2 separate regions of the Mus musculus genome follow, and region 1 is linked to region 2. The links are chromatin contacts, called in public promoter capture Hi-C maps. All regions are on one chromosome and are shown on one strand. Each heading gives the region's core, a stretch centred on a gene start, on an enhancer-like site or on the middle of the called end of the contact. The rest is flanking DNA. Distances are from core to core; before and after follow the strand shown. Region 1 holds the start of Mbip (MAP3K12 binding inhibitory protein 1). Region 2 holds the start of Snx6 (sorting nexin 6).

What was found. Promoter capture Hi-C pulls out the DNA fragments that hold promoters and counts their contacts.
Region 1: a contact with region 2 is called in a promoter capture Hi-C map of pre-B cells, with 5 times the contacts expected there. The contact joins the promoter of Mbip here to the promoter of Snx6 in region 2. A contact is called at or near these places in 3 of 39 promoter capture datasets (hippocampal neurons, liver and pre-B cells).

What each region holds. Positions count from the first base shown.
Region 1 is chr12:56,344,422-56,347,353 of GRCm38.p6, reverse strand. Mbip (MAP3K12 binding inhibitory protein 1) reads left to right here and starts at 1,460. Exons shown (of 9, transcript NM_145442.2): 1 at 1,460-1,682. The coding sequence starts at 1,554.
Region 2 is chr12:54,794,342-54,797,520 of GRCm38.p6, reverse strand. Snx6 (sorting nexin 6) reads left to right here and starts at 1,859. Exons shown (of 14, transcript NM_026998.3): 1 at 1,859-1,873; 2 at 2,020-2,067. The coding sequence starts at 1,868.

The sequences.
Region 1 (2,932 bases), core at 211-2,710, 1.6 Mb before region 2:
ATTTTTACTCTCCTTATCCTAGTGTCCCTTAATTCCTTATTTCTTCCTTTATTCAGTCTGCTCTCTAAGGATAGACTACCCATTAACTTCATACTTCCACTTCCTGTATGTTAAATGCACTCAACTATCATGAAGAAGAGTTTTAAATCGTTTGTTTGCTTGCTTGCTTGCCTGCTTGCTTTTCGAGCTTTGGTTTCTTTGTGTAGCCCTTGCTGTCCTGGAACTCACTTTGTAGACCAGGCTGGCCTCATAAGGGATTTACCTGCCTCTACCTCCCTAGTGCTTTGGGATTAAAGGCCTGAGCCACTGCCGCCAGAGTTTTAATTCTTTTGTCCTTTATCTTTTAAGCTTGTTTTAAAAATTTAATAGAGCCAGGCATGGTGGAGCATGCCTTTAATCCCAGCATCCGGGAGGCAGAGGCAGGCAGATTTCTGAGTTTGAGGCCAGCTTGGTCTACAGAGTGAGTTCCAGGACAGCCAGGGTTATACAGAGAAACCCTGTCTCAAAGGAAAAAAAAATTAATAGAACTCTACATTATAAAATTATAACTTTTTTCGCTAAAATAAAGCTATCTAATAATACCCAACAAGAGTCGATTTAGTTTTATATCCTAATTTTAAAGAGTGTGGTTACATGGAATAAATTGGTCTTTTCTTTCTTTCTTTCCTTCTTTCTTTCTTTCTTTCTTTCTTTCTTTCTTTCTTTCTTTCTTTCTTTCTTTCTTTCTTCCTTTTCTTTCTTGTTGTTTTGTTTTGAGGCAGGGTTTCTCTGTGTAGCCCTGGCTGTCCTGGAACTCACTCTGTAGACAAGGCTGGCCTCGAAATCCGCCTGCCTCTGCCTCCCAAGTGCTAGGATTAAAGGCGTGCGCCACCACTGCCCGGCTGGTTTATATTTCTATTGGATTTATATTGAAACAATTTTAAGGTCAAGTGTCCAGTGATTGCACTGAGAACCCGTTGCATGTCAGAACTTTGACATAAACTATTTTGCAGGTGTAGTCATCAATGTCGTTCTATGGTAGGAAAAAGAAGCATAATGTAGCCCTTGTGTTCTTTTTAAATTCCTCATATCAAACAGTCTTATAGAGATGAAAATGTTCTATCCAGTAACGATCATCCTGGGTCAAGTTTCTAGTAATTAGAAAATTGTAAAGCACTGCTCCATCACTAACCCGCAATCTTTTTCCAAGACAACTCGACTGTTAACATTTTAAATTTTAATAGCGGGACTCAAATTCTAACACTTAAGAGTAAGGCTCTGCCAACATTCACAGGGAGCATCTAAGAGCCAAGTAGGTTTCTAAACCAAGGTGGACCACAGAAAACACCACCAGACAGAAGGTCCAGCTTCACATACACAAGTTCCCTCGGAGCACAGCTATCCTTGCTCTTGATTGGTCTTCCTGTGTGTCTGTCACACACAGAGGGTGGGGCCTATCCTCAAGCTCTAAGTGAGACGCTCTAGTTTTACGTCATCTCAGTGCGACGAAGTCCGCGAGGGAGGGGTGGGGTGAGCGCTGTTCGCGGTGGTTGGGGGGCTGCTTTGAAGGTGTCATGGCTGCTGCTGCGGAGCTTAGTTCCTCAAGCGGCAGCGAGAGGAGCCTGGAGCAATGCTCCAGCCCCCTCCTCACCCGCGAGGTCCTCTGCGAAGTCTTTCGCTCCTTGCACACCCTGACAAGACAGGTAAGTGGGGGTGCGGCGGGGAAGGGGTGGGTGGGGAGGGAGAGCATCCCGGTCCTTGTCCCCTTAGTTCTCTCGGAGGCGGGGGTCGCGGAGCCCCGCTGGCACGGTGTGTGCCGCTGGTGTGCCGTGGCCGGGCTGTGACACCCGGAAGACCCTGGGCCCAGCTCCTGGGACCGGGAGATGCCAGCGGCACGCTTGATGGCCAAGGTCTGGAGAAAACTGGGGTCCTGGCGACGAAAGCTTGCCCAAAAGATGCCTAAAAGGTGATGAGGGTGAAGGAGGTTCCTGGCGATCACGGTCCTTTTGCCTCCAGTGTATTTATCGCAGAAACTCACTGGTTAATATGGCCTGAAACTTTTCCTAGCGCCATCCCCACTCCTTGGGGGGTGATTTACTCTGGGGTTTTTTGTTTATTTGTTTGTTTTTCTGTTTTTTGTTTCTCTTGCCATTTATTGCATCTCTTACTCTTTTAAACGGGGAGGGATATATAAGGATTTCCACAATTTCATTTGTAGTATACCTAAATTTTAGTGTGAATTGTTGGATGAGTTATGTGTGGCCACTTCTAACTACATTACGACTGTCGTGTAGCTTAGCTAATTGCTCTTTACAGAAAATGTCACAGTAAACCTGGATTTTAAAAACTAGGTTACACTTTACTAGATAGTCGTGATGTAAATGAGGCAATGTTTAAATAAGGAACAAAAGTATGTTTGCCTGCTTTTAGAAGAGTTTTGTGTCAAACATGTTTCCTAATTTGTTTGGGGACTGGTTATAGTGCTTGAAATGGACACAGCACACATTTATGTCAAGGGCAGTGGTACCACCAGTGAGAATAGGACATTTACCTGATTTGTGAGGATTATTTTTAAAATCCTTAGTTGGAAAACCTTAGTAAGTTTATTCTGACTGGCAAACTACTTGAGTTGTACATTCTGTTTGGTGTTACTGGACTTCGAAAAGTTAAAAAAAATTAAACTCAGTTGCTTGATAAGCAATTAGGAAAAAAATTCTTACAAAGTCTTAAGCACTTTCCTTATTAATATTTCAGTAGTAACATCTCAGATCTTTAAATAGTTTAAAAGTTAGAGAACTTTTTGGCGTGGATTTGGAACTTAAAGATTTATTCATTTATATTTCTAATGTCAAGATGAGAAAAATCTTCTCAAATATTATGCTTAGAAATTGCAAAATAATTTACATTGATAAATTATTTGAATTATAAAATATCTAAATTTTGCATACTGAGT
Region 2 (3,179 bases), core at 610-3,109:
GAGAGGGTACAATCAATTGGAAGAATCCAGAGCAAGGAGAGAAAGTAGAATTTACAGGAGCAGCAGACTGGACCAGGGCATGAAAGGAGAAAGGGGGGTGGGGAGAGTGAAAGAGGGAAGGAAAAGAGAGACAAGAGAGAGGGGACCAAGAGATCACATAGGGGGCTGGAGAGATGGCTCAGTGGTTAAGAGCACCGAACGCTCTTCCGAAGGTCCTGAGTTCAAATCCCAGAAACCACATGGTGGCTCACAACCATCTGTAAGGAGATCTGACGCCCTCTTCTGCAGTGTCTGAAGACAGCTACAGTGTACTTACATAGAGAGAGAGAGAGAGAGAGAGAGAGAGAGAGAGAGAGAGAACATGGTCGGAATGCACTGGGGAGGGGAAGCCTGTGAGCTGGAGACGTTTAGGGTAGGGGCAGGGTGAGAAGAGCTAAGAGGAGCTGGGCTGCCATCATGGGCCCTGTAGTAGATATTTGAGATGCTGAGAGCCTGGAGGCTGGCCAGCATGTGCACTTTGGTCATTTCAGACTTTTTGTTGATGATAAAGGGCAATGGAATCTCTCTGTAACTGCTTCTTGGCTGAAATTAGGGTGTCATTGTCAGAGCCAGGAAGGCTGAGATGCTAGTAAGGCCAGGGGTGGAGAGAAGATTCACACCAGCAGATCGTTATTTACATGTATATGTGTAGGAAGGGAGGTGGAGAAAATGAGTCAATTGCAGACACGGTGGTATTTGTTTGGATGTGAGGCATGAGGAGATGAAGGATCTGAAGAGGACAAGTCGAAACCAGGCTTGGACCTTGAGAGTGATGATGTCATTAAGTGGAGACACAATAGTCCGGGCGGTGGTGGCACACGCCTTTAATCCCAGCACTTGGGAGGCAGAGGCAGAGGCAGGCAGATTTCTGAGTCAGAAGCCAGCCTGGTCTACAGAGTGAGTTCCAGGACAGCCAGGCCTATACAGAGAAACCCTGTCTCTAAATAAATAAATAAATAAATAAATAAATAAAAGTGGAGACACAGCTTTGCTTGAGTGATCCTTTGTAGAAGTGAAGTGTGGTAAGTTAGAAATGATTATTTTTATAAAATTTATTTATTTATTGGTTTTGTGTGTGTGAAAGGACAATCTGCAGTACCATTCTACCTTGTGGGTCAGTCCTGGGGCTTGAACTCAGGCCTCTAGGCTTAGCAGCAAGTACTTTTCCTCACTGCTAAACCAACATGCTGGCCCAAGGGATTATTTTCTTGAAGCATCTGTGGATGCTCCTTTCCTGCTACTCAGCTGGACAGTTAGATCAGGTCTGGCGATTGTTTCTTAGTATACAGGCAAGGAATACTCTTGTAATGAGAACGGCTCTGTTTTTATAGTGCTCGGTCATTAGCACCCCAAACTGAGGTAGTTATTACTTCCCCAGCAGTAAAAGCTTGATTATAGCCCCTGTCTGCTTATTGTGTGAAGGCTTTTGGCTCCTGAAACTTCCACAGGCAATATGGTATTAATGGTGATTAATCATCATGTAACTCAATACAAAGACAAGAATATTTACTGTGACTTCCTGGGAGTACTGGTACAGTTTTTTAGGGGCCCTCGGGGGCAAGAGACGTGGACCGTTCTCCGGGTGGCCCTGGGGCCTTCCCAAGCCTGAGCTCGCCAGCAGTGAGCAGCGACTATCGCTCTGGGCCAACCCTCCCTCTTACCTGGAGCAAAGGACCCTGCGTCCTTTCCCCTTCAGGGACTGCTCCCCCTCCTAGAGCGGGCGGGGGGCGGGGCTGGCGCTCGGCTCCGCCCTCCGCCCCACCCGCGCGGCCGACTAGGTTCGTGGCCTTGCTTGTGCGACTGCGCGAGCCCTGGACTCGAAGCAGCCATGATGGTGGGTGTTCACGGCGGCGCCGAACTCGGGGCGCGCGGTGGGGGCGGCGGGCGCGGGGACGGCGCGGGCTGGGCGCTAATGTCTCTCTTTGTGTCTCCCCCTTTCCCTGCCTCCCCTTCGGTGTGCTGGGCCCGCCGACCCCACAGGAAGGCCTGGATGACGGCCCCGACTTCCTCTCGGAGGAAGACCGCGGAGTAAGTTGTGTCTTCTGTGGTCTCGACCCTCGGTCCCTCCCCCGCCGTGGCCCGAGAAGGGGTCCAGGCTGCGCTGCCGCCCTGGGTCGCCCTCCCGACCTCCGCGACGCGCGCCCCGCCCTTCTGCAGCCCTTCGTCCCTGGGGTCGGGCGCTTCTCGGTTCCGCTGGTCCCGTGGCCGCTTTCTCGCCCTAGGTGGGCGATCCAACCCTGTGCTGAGCTTGCTTTTCCCAGGCCCCGCTGCAGGTGGGGTGGCCGGGTTGGAACGCCCCCATCCTTGACTCTCTGGGCCACGAAACCCATTTTCAGACCTTCCCGGTGGTACCGTCAAAATCTTTCTGTGGCTTTCTGGAACCTCGTTTCTCCTTTCTCTGCTGAATGGTATGGATTTGGTCTAAATTTACTCTTTTGTAATGATTTTTTTGCAATCAGCAAATCTCAGTTTTGCCCTAAAAGATTTTTAAAGAACGGGTCGCTTTCAGTATCTTTACTTTTTCTAGTATATTCCTCAATCCCCATCCTTTTCAGGATTCTCTCGATATTGTCTCCCATCTCTAGCTCATGTTAAGGTATGACTTACAAAATAATAATTTATATAAAGATGTACAGCGTGATATTTTGATGCGTGTAGAGGTTGTGAAATAATTACCATTGTCAAGTTAATGAACACAGACCTCACTCGGGACCTTACTCAGGTACCTTCATTTTCTTTTTTGAGGAGAGCACTTGGTCTGCTCTCAGCAGAGTTTCAAGTATCCATTATTATTAGTCACTCCACTGTACATTAAGTATCCAGAACTTAAAACTGAAAGTTTGTATCCTTTGACCACTCTCCCCCCTCCCCGCTTCCTGCCCCTTGTTCAAAGGTCTCATTTCTCGCTCCCACTGCATCCCCCCAGCAGCACTCCATTTGTCTTAGTGAAAGATAGCATTGCATGTAGAGCCTTGTACAGGTGCACTGTTACTAATGTATGACTGCCACTAAGCAAAGTTTCATTGTCACCATTTTATCACTCAGCAGCTCACACTTGTCCAGAAACTTGGTTTGAAACAAGTTTCCTTGTACAAAGCAATTTTTTTCCTGCCTCCCAAGTGTGGATGTGGTGCATGCCT